Regions from separate parts of the Mus musculus genome. Here region 1 is linked to region 2. Evidence: chromatin contacts called from public Hi-C data. All regions are on one chromosome and are shown on one strand. The core of a region is the stretch at or near the end of the contact, and the rest is flanking DNA. Distances in the headings are between cores, read along the strand shown. Region 1 overlaps Cdkal1 (CDK5 regulatory subunit associated protein 1-like 1). Region 2 overlaps Cdkal1 (CDK5 regulatory subunit associated protein 1-like 1).

What was found. A called contact is a pair of places that touch in the nucleus more often than the background predicts.
Region 1: a Hi-C map of the HPC-7 cell line shows a contact between it and region 2, with 2.8 times the contacts expected there. The contact joins two enhancer-like sites. A contact is called at or near these places in 3 of 484 Hi-C or Micro-C datasets (the HPC-7 cell line, regulatory T cells and uterus) and 1 of 115 datasets of contacts at active chromatin or transcription factors (astrocytes).

The regions. Positions count from the first base shown.
Region 1 is chr13:29,823,938-29,831,081 of GRCm38.p6, reverse strand. The region is part of intron 4 of Cdkal1 (CDK5 regulatory subunit associated protein 1-like 1); the gene reads left to right. It also overlaps the pseudogene Gm52084. Among named protein-coding and RNA genes, the nearest start is that of Cdkal1, 28 kb to the left of the region's middle. Within about 2 kb of position 4,346, at least 11 of the 459 cell types and tissues checked have an H3K27ac peak or open chromatin away from gene starts, as enhancers often do. A contact at or near this core is called in the HPC-7 cell line, where this site is marked.
Region 2 is chr13:29,456,476-29,463,657 of GRCm38.p6, reverse strand. The region is part of intron 12 of Cdkal1 (CDK5 regulatory subunit associated protein 1-like 1); the gene reads left to right. Among named protein-coding and RNA genes, the nearest start is that of Cdkal1, 400 kb to the left of the region's middle. Within about 2 kb of position 5,102, at least 10 of the 459 cell types and tissues checked have an H3K27ac peak or open chromatin away from gene starts, as enhancers often do. A contact at or near this core is called in the HPC-7 cell line, where this site is marked.

The DNA of each region.
Region 1 (7,144 bases), core at 3,097-5,596, 370 kb before region 2:
GTAAAACTAACCACCAAATACATTCTTCAGCCACAGCTGTTTTTATGTGGCTCAAGTTCTAGAAAGAGTGATATATTGAACTTAAATACGTATGTAGGTGAGAGGGGGGAAATGCACAAACATAGTGTTAGATTGTGCAGGAATGGCCAACTTACCCTGTGGCCTTAGTGACACCATCTTATCTTCCCAAACCACAAGTTATTCATAAATAAGATGAACACATGACGTCCAGTGTGCTCAGACTCTTTATAGATTCATTTATTCACTAGATATATGTGCATCACAGGCCTGTTATGCTGTGTATTCAACCAAGGAGACAGATCTGCCCTCACCCTTGCAAGAAGACTTCTATTTCCCTTCTCTCTGTCCACCTGCCCTTCTCTCTTGCTTGCTTATCTGGTCAGTGGGTAGATAATGAGGAAATGAAGCAATGTGGAATGATTAATTACAAATTTACAGACTCTGTCTGCTCTTATGTACAAAATGGATTGATGACTTTTCGTGTGCATAAATGGTCTATAAAGACAGTGGCTTATATTTGCTTTAATGTTTTTAAAATGAAGTGGATTATCTGGTAGTGGTAAACTAATTAGGTGCTTTTTAAAGTGAGAAGATGAAAGGCTTAGCTGTTTAAGTTTAGGTCTAGTATATATAAAACAGGAAAAAGATTTATTCTTGACATTGAAAAGCAACTTTAAAAAAAAGCATGGGAACTGGGTAGTTATTCATACAGTTGTGGATAATGAAGATCAGAAGTAATTTTATTTTGGGGGGAAAATCATCTTTGGTATAAGTCAGGCCTCCTATTTTGAACATTTTACCCTTATTCTGGAGAATTGAAATTTATTATGTTGCAAATGGGAAAATTAATTTGAATGGAGTTAATACAAATGAAAGGAATAAAATACCAGTTAATTGAGAAATAGGCTAAGGTCTTCAAACTGAGAACACGTTTCTTTCGTGTATTCAAGGTCTAGAAGGAAGTCTGAGTCTGTGCAGGTTAGCTCACTAGCACTTAACTGTGTTGGCAGAAGCCAGGTTGGCGTCCAACAATTTATTTCTCTGACTTCTCCGAAGATACTGATGAAAGCAACTAAATTTATTGGTTATTAGGTGGCAAGAGTAAGTTCAATTTTCTCTATACTTGTGACAATTAGAGGTTGGTTCTAGCATATCTAATGCTCGAGTTTCAAGGCTACCTCTATTTGAGAGCTGTTTGGGGGAGATAACCTTGTACCACATCCATTTTAATGAGTGCATTACTCTTACCACCTGCTGAAGCCGACTCGGAGTGACTACTGACCTGAAGTGAATGCCTGTGTTCAATATTAATATGGCATGTCTGAATCCAGACAGCAATCTTTCATTCTGACATGCACATAGTCAAAGTAAATTAATGTTTAAAACCTGAACACTCTAAGTTCAGCCAGTGTGTGCGTTCCATAATAATCCTTCAGACGCAGTTTACATAGAAATGTTGAGTGCTTTCTAATACTTTATTTATCATACACATGGGCCTGTACTGCTGCATTTGTAATGAGGTTCATTCTCCTGCTGTTGCGAGTCACATGTTTTGCATTGGTAACAAAAGTAATTTCCTTGTTTTTAGATTTATTTATTTTAGGTAAAGTTAATATTTTAAAAACGTATACACATGCTCTGTAGGACAGTCACATTTCAGTTGTGTTATGGTAGTTCCATACTTTTATTTCTGCTCATATCACAGTCTTTGTTGACAAAGCCAATGCAGTGAGCTCTGGAGCAGGTGTAAGTCTGGGCTGAGAGGACTTTCCTTCCGTGCATACCGTTTTGTTTTTGATTTTATTGGTTAAAAACCACCCATGACAGATGTAGTAATAGGGAAATTATATTAACATTTAAGTATTAAATTAGCTAGTAGCCAGAGCCTCCTCCTAATATGATGACAGTCCGTAAGTTTGGGATCCTAAGGACCACATTGCATAACACATTGTTGCACATTTCCTGTTGGCCTGTTTTCCTTTTAAGTGTGTTAGCTCAAATGTTGGAAATTTCCATTACGCATTTCAGTGTTATCATTATACTTTTCAGTTCTATGGTTGATATTTATGAATGAAGATATATGTATATAGAACAGATACTACATTTGATTTTAGCCACAAGGCCAAGAAGTGATATATTTTGGTAGGTTAATAGCCAATTAAAAAAAGGATATATGTAGAAAAATATATATGTAGATATGTATATGTGTATATGTTTACGTATATATATATATATGTACACACACACATATATGCAATGGCCATAATGAGAATTTTGTGATAACATCTTTGAATTTTAATTTCAATAGAAAAATCTAATGTTATATTATTAGTAAACATATTTCAGCTAGAAAGTTTTTCATGCTACAAAATGGTAGTGGATAGAAGTGAACCTAGTATATATTCAAAGAAAATATGCTATGTTGTAATGTAGCATATAAATATAGCATGTAAAATATGCTATATTTAAATGTAAATATTTTAATTTACATCAATATGATGACTTGGACATTATCTTAGAGTTATGAATGCCATAGTTTTGCTCTGAAAACAAAATTAGGTTTGATTATATTTTACAGGATTTGTGTTCAGAAATAAATTCACTATTTCATTTAGGATACAGAATATCAAATAATACTGAAAATACCTATTCTTTTATGAGTATTGGGTATCTAACATCAGGAAAATATGTGCCTTACCCATGGTATACTGGTTTAGATTGGATTTGAAAACACTGTGCAGAGAACACCTATTGTTTCTGCAGAATGCTGTATGCCCCATAGAGGTGACCTCTGACCCACTGCTCTTGCAGTAGTAATGGATTTGCACTGATTGGAGCATAGTCTCCCACTAGCTCCTGCTTTCAGTTCGTATGTGTAATAGCTGCCCAGCACAATCAAACATTTGCTTTGTGGCTGTAGAAGGCAGTGTGACAAGCTGGCTGAAACCAATTCACATTTGTAACCCTGACTTGGTGATATTGTGCTTTTACTATTGAATTAGTAAGCTATATGTGGGTAAATTATCTTTGATGAGTACTCGTTCTTGTTGAGCTGCATGGAGAGTTTTGCCCACATGTAGGGTTTTATAGAACATCGTACTAGCTTAGATTAATTGGAGGATCAGCATTGAACACCACCTTTTTTCCTAGTCAGAGACTTGGTGAATAATTTCCAACGAAAAGTGGGCATGATGCTTTTATTGGCTCTGTTATTACCAATCTGATTCTAATGTGCTTTGATAATCTTTCCAGGGAAAATGGCAATCATATTTGCCCCTAGACAGTAAGAAGTAATTCTAGTTGAGGTAATATGGAGTCCTCAGAAGTTGAACCACTTTGATAGAAGCTATCCCTATGCCTTCCTTCATAGAGACGTGACAGGGCAGACATCTTTAGTGTAAAGTGGCTTGTAGCTGATGATGATTCTCACCACATGCAGCCTTAAGCACTGACATCAGAGGACTGGTTACTCAGAGCAAAATATGTGCATGATCACATAGAATCAGGGTTAATGTTGATGAAGGGGTGCCATGTTTCTGCTATGGTCTGACAGTCATGACCTACATTAAAAGAGCCCTGTGGGTCTGTCTGGTATATTTTTTCTTGATGTCTGGGTGGTTTATTTCAGATGCTCGTCAGTTTTGTTATAGGTTATTATTTGGGGTCCTTGCTGGGTTTTCAGGTGTTCCATACATAATACTCTTTGCTGTTACATTGTCTTGAGGGAGCTGCTGTTTTATGATCTGTAAACAGGCTTTAGTTTTGAAGGATAAGCAATTTTGGGGACATTTGCCACTTGGTGTTGTGTTGTGTTCAGTTGGTAGATTATTTTAGAGTAGAATAGACACTAGCTTTTCAACCAAGATTCCAGATTTGGCTCAAGTAGTTCATCCTGTAGTGAGCTCTTCTGGGAAAAGCAGTTTGGGAATTTCAATTCAAGAACATTTTATTTAAGAAAAATCCAGATGAGTGGCTTATTTTATAATATAACAACTAAACAGATTTTATAAGATAGAAATTTGCAAATATTTCTCTTTTAGCTGGTAAAGGGCGGGGGCGGGGGGGAAGGAAGGTAATGGTTTTTAAAAGTGTCATTTTGAACACTTTGCTACCACAGAAGCAAAACTCAGTGCCTGGTAAAATTGTATTTTTTTTTGAAGTTATATTTAATTTTGGCCACATCTATCTTAGTTAGTAGCTTAAAGGATAAACAGTTCAAACAGCAAGGCAAAAGCAGTTTGTATTTTGTCAGTTTTCAACTTTAGATATCAGTAAATCATTGCTGTAGCCTTCTTTATCTTTTGTTTGCACAAAAAACCTGTTAGAATTCTGTCTGGGGGACCATCTGCTGTGGTTCCCAGTCTCGTCAGTGTGATAAGGGATAAGCTGTATAAACAGGGCACCACAAAAAAGAAAAAGAAAAAAAAAAAAAAGGGAAAGCTTGCTTTAGGAGTGGGGAAAAGTGTGAGGCTGTTTTAATTTTATAACATAGCCACAGAAAGTCAGAGGCTCATAGTCTGCCAGGATGGAGGCTAGGATGTATTTATTCAGAAAGCACAAGGCCTAGACTGTGTGGTTTATCTTCTCGTGAAGTTAATATTGTCTTTCTTTTTATTAGAGTATTACTGCTCTGGAGGCTGAAGCTTTTAGAAGTTCTCTAAGTACACTTGAGCATAGCTCTTGACATTGTGATATTTTCCAGATTGTCTTCTTGGGTTTTGGATTTTTTTTTCTCTCCTAGCCATTACTTTTTCTCTCAGTTGAATCCTCAGAAATCATCCTTTCCCTTTTTCATTTGCAATGAGGTCATGGTGCTTCATGAGGAGCAAGCCAGTCATTTCCATGGCAACAAGCTCTATCAAAACATCACAAGTCTATCTTGCCCCTTACCTTTAAACTAAAGTACAAAAAAGGGGGGGAAGGAGGAGGTGGGGGAGTAGGAGGGGGAGGGGGAGGGGGAGGGAGCTGTAGATGTCTGTATAAGGGACATATTTTACATTGAGCTTCTGCAGTAGAGCAAACATTGATTTCTAATATCATTATCTCTGAGAATAGTGCAGTGTTACAGTGCAAACATGTCCCGCCATGGCTCTGAGACGCCCACTGATGCTTTGCTGCTCTGGTCTGGGTAGTCATTTTGTGTTAAGGTAATAGAATTTTGTTGATGGAATAGTGACACTTTGCACTTTGAAATGAGCCCAGAACCTTCTCAGGCATTTTGTCCCATTTTTTTATCTGGTGGTGTTAGTGGTGTGCTGTGAGTTTGTGTTTATGGGCTGGGCGAGCAGCCTGTGGTTGCTCACTGGTGGTCAGGCATTATGAAGTATAGCACAGTCCTTTGTCCTTGAGGTGGTGGGGATTGAACCCATGTCACTGGGTGCGAGAGGCATGTACTTTATCCCTAAGCTGCATCCTACCACCTAAAATCATGCTTTGGTTTGTTTTTCGTTTTTTGTATTTCCAAAATATCCAAATTCATTGGGTGTGATGAATTCCTAAGTGATGTCAGTGTCATCGGTGGCAGTTTGCTAAGTAGTCCCAATTCCTTCTGGTAGCTGGCCATTGGCAGATGCAGGTTCTTCTGTTCCGATTTTAATGACTAATATTAGCTCTGAAATCACACACTACACAGTACAGGGTAAGGGTGTGTGTTGCAGAATGACTAAAGGTCAGAGGTGATGACATTCAGTATCTTATGGAGGCAGACGGAGGACTGGCACCGCCGCAGTCGCTGCGAGGGTCCTGAGATAGTAATGAGCCCAGCTGAAATCAGCTCAGAACATTTTCATGAGTTTATGAGATTTTATGGTGAGTGGCTTTTTTTTTTGTTTGTTTGTTTTTGGCCAGGGTTTTATTGTGTAGCTCAGAGTCCTCCAACACCAAACCTTTCTTCAGTTTCGTGAGTGCTGGACTTGCAGGCCTGTCCCACCTTGTCCGGCTCAGTTGTAATTTTATTAACTTGAAGTATTTAGACTATTTCAGGATTGTCTTAGTTCTACCATAGCCTTTCTTTCCACCCTTGAGTTTTTAGGGAGTGCCCAGCCCTGGCAGCTTATGCACTCAGAGCCATTCCTGGGCTCTGCTCACCTGACTGCTTCCACTGTGGCTCAAGCCATGCTGGAGGCAGGAGCTTGATTTTTGCTGTGTAAGCAAGCATCCAGCATTGAGGAGCAAACGTCCAGTGAGTTCCCTTAGAGAGTAATGGCCAGCAGGCCTGAAGCAGCTGTTTCTAGCAGACGTTTCCTATGGAACATAAGGCAGATTACATTTTTTCTTGTTTTGTGTATAAAATGAAGTCAGAATAAGTTCTCCGTAGCCACTTTGTAACCGTTTGCTTCGTTGATGTTATTGAGACAAGGTCCTGATGTGTAGCTTCAGCGGGCCTGTTGTATGCTGTGTAGCCTCGTTTGGCCCTTTGTTTGCAGCAGTCCTCCTGCCTCAGCTTCCTGAGTGCCGGGATTGGAAGTATGAGTGAGTGTTCTCGAGTGCTGTGGTGGGATCTTTTCAAGCTGTTCAGACCCCACGTGTGTGTTCTGAGATGCTCCTCCTGCGTCTCTGCTCTGCATTACTCTTCAGCTGTGATGAACTAACTAGACTTAAGCTGTCTGTACGGGAAAGAAGCTGTGTGTGTGGGGGAGGGGGTGGGGTGGGGGTGGAGAGAGCTTTCAAAGTCTATAGACACTGTCACATTAAGGTTTTATTATGAAGTATTTTCTAGAGAAAAGCATTAAAAAACAAGATGCAGAGTATATACAGTCTACCCAGCTTTAGAAAGAAAACATTCCTATGTGCCAACCTCTCACCCCCCCCCCCCGCCATGTCCGAGTGTGGCTGTGCACGAAGTACAGTTTTCATTCTCTCTGTCTTGTCGACAAGCTCCAGCCTTCAAAGGGACTCTTCCCTGCTCGCTGTGGCACAGCGCTACCCCAGGCCTCTGTGTGCTATTGAACCTGCCAGTGTGTAGTAGTGTGTTACAACCATCTGTTCAGTTGTCTGTCACCTCCACCAGGCTGAACTTGGGCTTTGTGTTCTCAGCTCTGCTCATAATAGCCGCAGTGGGATAGGTGCTGTTGTGTGAAGGAGTGAATGAACGAGTAGGTGCAATTCTCTTCTAGCAAACGCC
Region 2 (7,182 bases), core at 3,853-6,352:
GTGTTAATCCTACAGATCCATGAGCATAAGAGTTCTCTCCATTTTCTGGGATCTTCGATTTCTTTCATGAGAGACTTTAAGTCTGTCATTAAGATCTTTCACTTGTTTGGTTAAAGTTACACCAAGATATTTCATATTATTTGTGACTATTGTGAAGGGTATTGTTTTCTTATTTTCCTTCTCAGCCCATTTATCATTTGTATAAAGGAAAGCTACTGATTTAATTTTACATCTAGCCACTTTGATTTGTGATCTTAAAGAAAACCATGCAAAACAAACAAAACCTACATACTATGTTCAACTTATTTCTTCAAATTTTGTTTTTATTTTGGCATTAACTTTTATCCTGCTTTTAGGAAATTTTAATTACCATGACTGTGATAAAATATGTGATTACATGTGTGTTTTCTGTGTTAGGAACTGTGGTGGAAGGTGTTATAACTAAGAAAGACTGACTGGATTTATATAGAGAATATAAATCCTGTCCTTTGAAAAGTCATTTTTATTATATTTCAGCCTAGGGTTTTTGGTTTGGTTTTTTTTTTTTTTCAGTTTGATTATGTGCCTTGTTTTGTATAAGTTCCAGAAAAATTACAAGGGTCTATATAATTCTTCTGTGTCTTTTATGAACCTGATTTATTAAAATTATAATATTCAATTTGAATTCATTTTTATTGCCTCAATAATGGCTTTAGAAGAGATGAGACTCTGGACTAACTTCTAAGGAAAAGGAGCTTATGGTGCTGTCTATGGTTTTGATCTTGAATTTCTTTCTCTATGATAAGTATTCTTCAATAATAATTCTGTATTATTTCAGGGGAATTAGAAGTGTAGTTTCAAGAATTAGAGCTGATGTTAAATGTACATTCAGGGCAACAGAATCAATTTGGAAATGTAGCATGAAGCTCATTTTTAACTCTTGCTCCTTAGAATTGTGTTTATTTCATAATTGGAGACAAGAGAATCAAACCAAGTGGTAGACATTCAAATGGCTAAAAGCATCTTTTGCGATTCTGTTCCATCCAAATCTTCTCACCTTGGATATGGGTCCTGACTCCTTAGTTTTCCCCTTCACGGCAGTGCACCCTAGAACAGTGCACTCTATGACAGCAAGTCGCGAGGGTTGAGGAGGAAGTGTACACGATGGGAGTGTCAGTGTGTAACAGACAGCCATGGGCTCTGCTTCAGCTGTGTCCTGCCTCTTGTCATCTTTGCAGGAGTTTAAGGTTTCTGCTTGGCAGAGCAGTTCCCTGGGCTCAGTGTCACCAAGTTGCTTTGCCTCACAGTGAGGTAGAAAGCTGGGACCGCAACAGTATTCTCTCTGCCCCCTTGTGCCTTGCTGTTATAAAAAGCAAGTAAAATATTCATTCCAGAAATTTACAAAAATTTTAGAAAAGAAAATGCTGACTTTTAAATTATGTCCTGGTAGGGCAATCTCATGCGTGGTTTTAGAAATGCTTTTAACTTCTCTTTTAACGCTTTGTGGTTTTATTTGGTGTGAACGGGTATGTGTGTCCATAGGCCCATGTGTGTGAGCACAAAGTTGAGGGTCCATGGCAGCTCATGTGGTGTTCTGTCCATCCACCACATGGGCTCCAGAGACAGAGCCCAAGCACTGTCCCCTGCTGAAGTGTCCTCACTGGCCCAGTTTTTAACTACCAAAAATACTTGTAGGTGTTCAGAATAGACTTAGGTGTGTGGACTCCAGCCACTCCCCCAAGATTCATCAGTTTTGCTCTTTCAGCATCTTGCTACGAATGTCCTCACATGTCTACTTTTGCATGTGCGCGCACACAGGCATCTTTCTTCTGAATCTTCCACATGTTGTTGCTCCTCCACTTCCTTCCTAAGAGAGGACAGTAAGAGACACAGCCATACTCTTTCCCTGAACAATCTGTATAGAGAACAGACAACTCCAGTCTGTAGTAACTAGTGGACGTTTTCTAAGGTGGGGAACCTCACTCAGGTAATTATGTTTTAATAGAATTTGGGAACTTTCGCATTCATTGTGATCGTTTTACGTAATCAACAGTTCATTCTCCGGTTCCATCATAAATCTCACCAGTGTCTGCAGCAGTGCTCTCCTGGTCGTATGTTACACATGGTAACAACCTGTCATCTCTCTCAACCCGGGCCCTTCCTAAGCTTTTCCTTTCTCAGTGTGAGCCTGAGTTCCCTTCACCGTTAGGCTAAGGTTATAGCCTCTATGCTTCTATGCTTTATGCTGATGTGTTTATATGCATGAGCCTGTCTGAGTAATGGTGAAGGGCCACCCTCAGAGCAGTACATCCAGAGGTTGTCATGTCCTCCTGCCCTCTGTTAGTGACTTTAAGTTGGTCACCTGCTTAGCAGTACTGTCTGGATTCTCTGCCTCACCTTTACCGTGTTTGGATAAGAGCTGTCAATCCTGAGTATGTCACAGAAGACAGAGTGGTGAGGCTGCAAAAACCAAAATATCTCAATGACTTATGTCCCATTCCCGCTTTCTGGCTACTTAAGTGGCTACAGTCATGCAATTTAAGACATTTTTCACTTTAGTTTTTAATCTATTCCAAACTTCTGAATTATTTTTAACAGTTCTCAAGCCTGAGCCTATCTTTAAAAATAAAATAAAATAGCTCAAATTTAGACTTAGGCACAGAGAAGGAAGCTAAAGTTAGAAAAGGCAGAGTTTACCTCACTGAAGTGCCTGTTCGTTTACTTGGCAGTGGATAATGCATGAGAACCGTCCTCCTCAAAACTGTGCAGATCAAAAACGTATGTGGGTTGAGTGAAGCTGGGTAGATTTATGGATGATAAAAATCTCCACTTGGAGGAGAATTTACAGGTCATGTCTGAAGCATTTCTCCTGATGTTCAGTGAGACTTGCAACTAACTCTGCTGCGTGGAAATTGGTGTCAGCTGCATGCTGCTCGAGTCAGAAATACTTCCCTTCCATCTTAAATTTCTTTTCTGCCCTTCCTCTCAACCTCTGGTATCTGTGCAATCAAAAAGTATCCTCTCAAGTGACTTTGTGGTGCTTTGAACTTGTTATTTTAGGGAAAACTAATATAAAGAGATGGGAGGAACGTTCCCATGTAAGATCCAGCTAGTTCTGGAACCAGGAATGGAAATATATCATGCCACTGTCAGGGTGCCCTTTTACTGGTATAAAGTGTTCCCTGTAGGTCATGAGCTTGGTTCTTCTGTAGGCTGCAAAAGAAAGTGTACAAAAAATAGGGTTTTCAGCCCAATCCTAAGTCTCCTCAGGCTGCTGTTGGGGTTTTTCCTGGTTGTGACATGGAGTGCTGGATTCTCATTTTGTTTTATACTGGATATTTTTAAAGAAATGCATGAGGTTGCTGTGCATATATGAACTATAGGACTTTAAAACATCTCCTAAGGATTCTTCAGTGAATAAAAAGAGAGAGCTGATTCTATTCTTTTATAAAATCTATCATAACTGCCATGTAAGGCTTATTGCATATATTATTAACTCATGAAGATAAGTTAGAGTCAAGGGTACTGTGATAGCTGGGAAGCGGATGAGCACTTGACCACAGAGTGGACTGGCCAAGAGAGATTAAGGTACCAGTTCATAAACAGCACCCCTTCACCATGGGCTTCACATCCACAGGTTCAGCCATCCATGGATAAGGCCGTTTAGGGAAAAATGCCTATGTTCCAAACCAACATTATCCCTTGTCATCATTCCCTTAGTAACACAATATGACCACTACTTACCAAGGACTTACATTGCATTGGGTATTGTAAGTAAACAAGAGAAGATTCCTTTTAAAGTATACCAAAGGACCTGGGTAGGCTAAATAGGCTCAATGCAATTGCCACCACCTTTTGTATAATGTACTTGAGCATCTGTACTTCTTTGTATCTTTGGGAGTCTTGCAACCAATTCGTCAATAGTGCTGGAAGACAGATGCTGGAGATTATTCACGTGGTTAGGGAATTAGCTGGTACTTCTGTAAGAGAAAACACTGTAATAAAAAAAAAACTGTAAACTATAAAGGAGTTAGATTCTTCTTTCCTCCTACCTCCATCTCTGGCTTCTAGGTAACATCCATCCCTCCCCCTGTCCCAGCCGAAACCTGGTGGCTTGTGTATTCCCATGAGGTGACAGTAGAAATTCTATAGGTGGAAGGACACTGGATATGGTTGAGGGCAAGCAGATTCCAGTCAGCATCTAAACATAGTTGCTATTTTTGTTAAGCAAGTAGAACACTGTCAGTAACGTGGCTTTGCCCTCCTGAGAAGAGTTTAAAAGTGTCTCTTTGGGAAAGCTGGCCAGCCCAGTACTAAGAAACACTGTCTATAGACGTTCTAGAGGTAAGCCATCTAGGCAGATCCCTGCATAGAGAACTTCACAGCAAGCTCGAGTGTGGTCTTGGAAGTGCCAGTCGCCGTTTTCTGTCCCTTACTTTTGAGCATGAATACCATTTGTGGACTGTCAGACATCTCAGAAAAGTTAATAGCTGATAAGAAGCAAAAAACTAGTGTCAACAGCCCAGAGTGGTTAGGAAGAGAAAACAAACAGGACTCTGAGTGGAGGAAACAACGCTAGGAACTACCATCAATATTAAACTCATGACACAAGATGCAGGCACCATTTGAATAATACTCTAGAAGATAATGGGGAACTCTTGAAAATACAAACATGGTAACAAAAGAGGAAAATACCATGGAGTTGAGACAAAGTAGAGAAAATGTACCTAGAAAATAGAATAAAATGAAATTAGGTAGAAAATATTGTTAGAATATTCAACATTCAAATAACAGGCATTCTAAACAGACTGAAGATAAAAATAATGAAATAATTCAAAAGTACTTCCAATGACTGAAAGTGGCCACCACAGGCCTGAATCATGAATCTATTACAGACTTAAACCATGGTAAGGGAGAAGAACCAGCTCATGTTGAAAGGCTCAGGGATCAGAGTGGCTCAGACTTCTGGACAGCACCCAAAGACATTCAATGACCAATGCTTAAGAAAAATGCTTCCCAGTCTATGACTCTGTGCACTTATCAGAAAGCTTTTAAAGACAGCCTGGGCATCATCAAATAAGAGAGTGGGTGAAGGAAGAGGACACAGGAGAAAGGAAGCATATGGCTTAGCACAGATAAGAGGTGAACAGACCTCCAGTATGCTAAAGGAGACAGCTGTGTGCCAGACCTTAAGAGCAGAAAGATCAAATAAAACCAACCAGAGAGCTTTAAAAGAATCTTCTTCCCGAGATGAAAAGGGAAGGGCTGGGGTTATAGTGTGCTTGCCCAGCATGTCCCAGGTCTAGGACACCATATCCAGCTCCAACTCCATCCAAAAAAAAAAAAAAATGTATTTCACAAATCTAACATTATATTGCCGTCTAAATCACGAAAAGAAAACCACGGTCTGTTAGCATTGTTCTGAAAATCTTCAGTTAAATATTGCCAAGTCAAAGTCAAAGCATATTACAAAGATTGGACATCGTGACCTGGTGGAACTGGTCCCGGCCATGCAAAGCTGGATTAATAGTTGTAATTTAATGATTGTGATGCAAGCAGCAGTGGAAAAAAATACAGGAAGAATTGTGATCATCTCAATGACAAAAGGCATCGGACAAGTTCATGGATTCTTCTTGATTAACAAGAGCTACTTCGAACTACCAGCAATTTATGAGTTCAAATAGAATCCTCAATATAATGAAGGCTACTTATAAAAAAAAAAACAACAACAAAACCCACCAAAGGGTGGGGGGGGAGGGCAAGTCTTGTAACAGAAAAAAAAACTAAGCCTTTCCCTCAATATCTGCTGCATGACAAAGATGGCTACTTCTGTCATTTTCTATGTCACTGAAAATGCTAATGAATGATCAGACAAGAAAAGTAAAGACATAAGACAGAAAGAAAGTTTTTGTTTAAAGATGATGTGCCCTCTGTGTGAAATGCAGTTATAAATCCACAAAGTGAATACACTCAAGCTGCTAACCCACCGCAGTGCCATATGAAAATACTGACCAAGCTGGAAACAAAAAAATCAGGAAAAGTCTCTTTTTATAACAATATCAGAGATAGTCAAGAATAAAGTTAGACAATGAAGTGAAAGATGTTGGTAGAACAAACCTACTTAAAACTTCAATAGAAGAAACTGAAGAAGATATAAGAATCCAAAGTTCATGAGCCAAAATAATTAATATTATTAAAATGACAATATTCTCCAAAGATTGAAAACTATCAGACACAAATTCAGCACAACCCTTGTTAAACCCCTCATGGTATTCTTTACAAAAATGGAAAAACTCATTAAATAATTTATGTGGAATCACGAAGACCCTGAATAGCCAAAGCAATTCTGAGAAAGAGAGAGGCACCACATAGTCTGTTTTAAAATTGTATTATGAAGTTTTATTAATAGCAACATTGTCATGTTGGCTTAAAAGCAGATTCCTAGAAGAATCAGACAGAAGAGAGTTGAAAGATAATTCCAAGCATATGGTGAACTCCTTTTCAACCTTGGCACCAGAGGACAAAATGGGAAAAGGGTAATCTGAATAATAAGTAACTGTGAGAAAGCTAGGTTCCCACATGAAAAGGGATCTGACTGAATCCATAGCTTGCCTAACCCCAAGTACCTGCAAAGAGTGAGGTGGTGGTAAGGCTCCAAGATCCAGATGAAGCAGAGGCCAGAGGCGTCCTCATAAAATCTTGGCATTTCTTTTCTTTTTTTTTTTTAATTTCGCATGGAAACTTGGGCTTCAAAACTGAAAAGAAATAGGGCGGGCAGTACTGAACAATATGGTCTGCACAGCCACAGAAATCATCAACAAAATGATAGCTACACTGAGTAGCATGTAATTCTTATGTCTGATGAACAGCCAATGCTGGAAAAGAGGTCATATAACACTTAAGTGATAATATCAAGAGATTTTAAACAGCGACACACAGACACACACAATCAGAAAATAATGAACACACGTTTTGGGAGTGTTAAGGTAAGTAGTCCCTGAAAGCAAATAGTATATACAAACTAGTCTGTGCTAAAGCAGCCTCTTCAACCTGAAGTGTGGCTTAGACACAGCTGTGGTGTAGTGGCAGTTTGAACATGCCCTATAAGAATCCCTGTACTGGGGACTTGGCGTTTAGTTTAGTGGTGCGGAAGTGGTCGAACCATTGAAAGATAGCCCAATAGACTAGGCTCAAAAGTAAAGT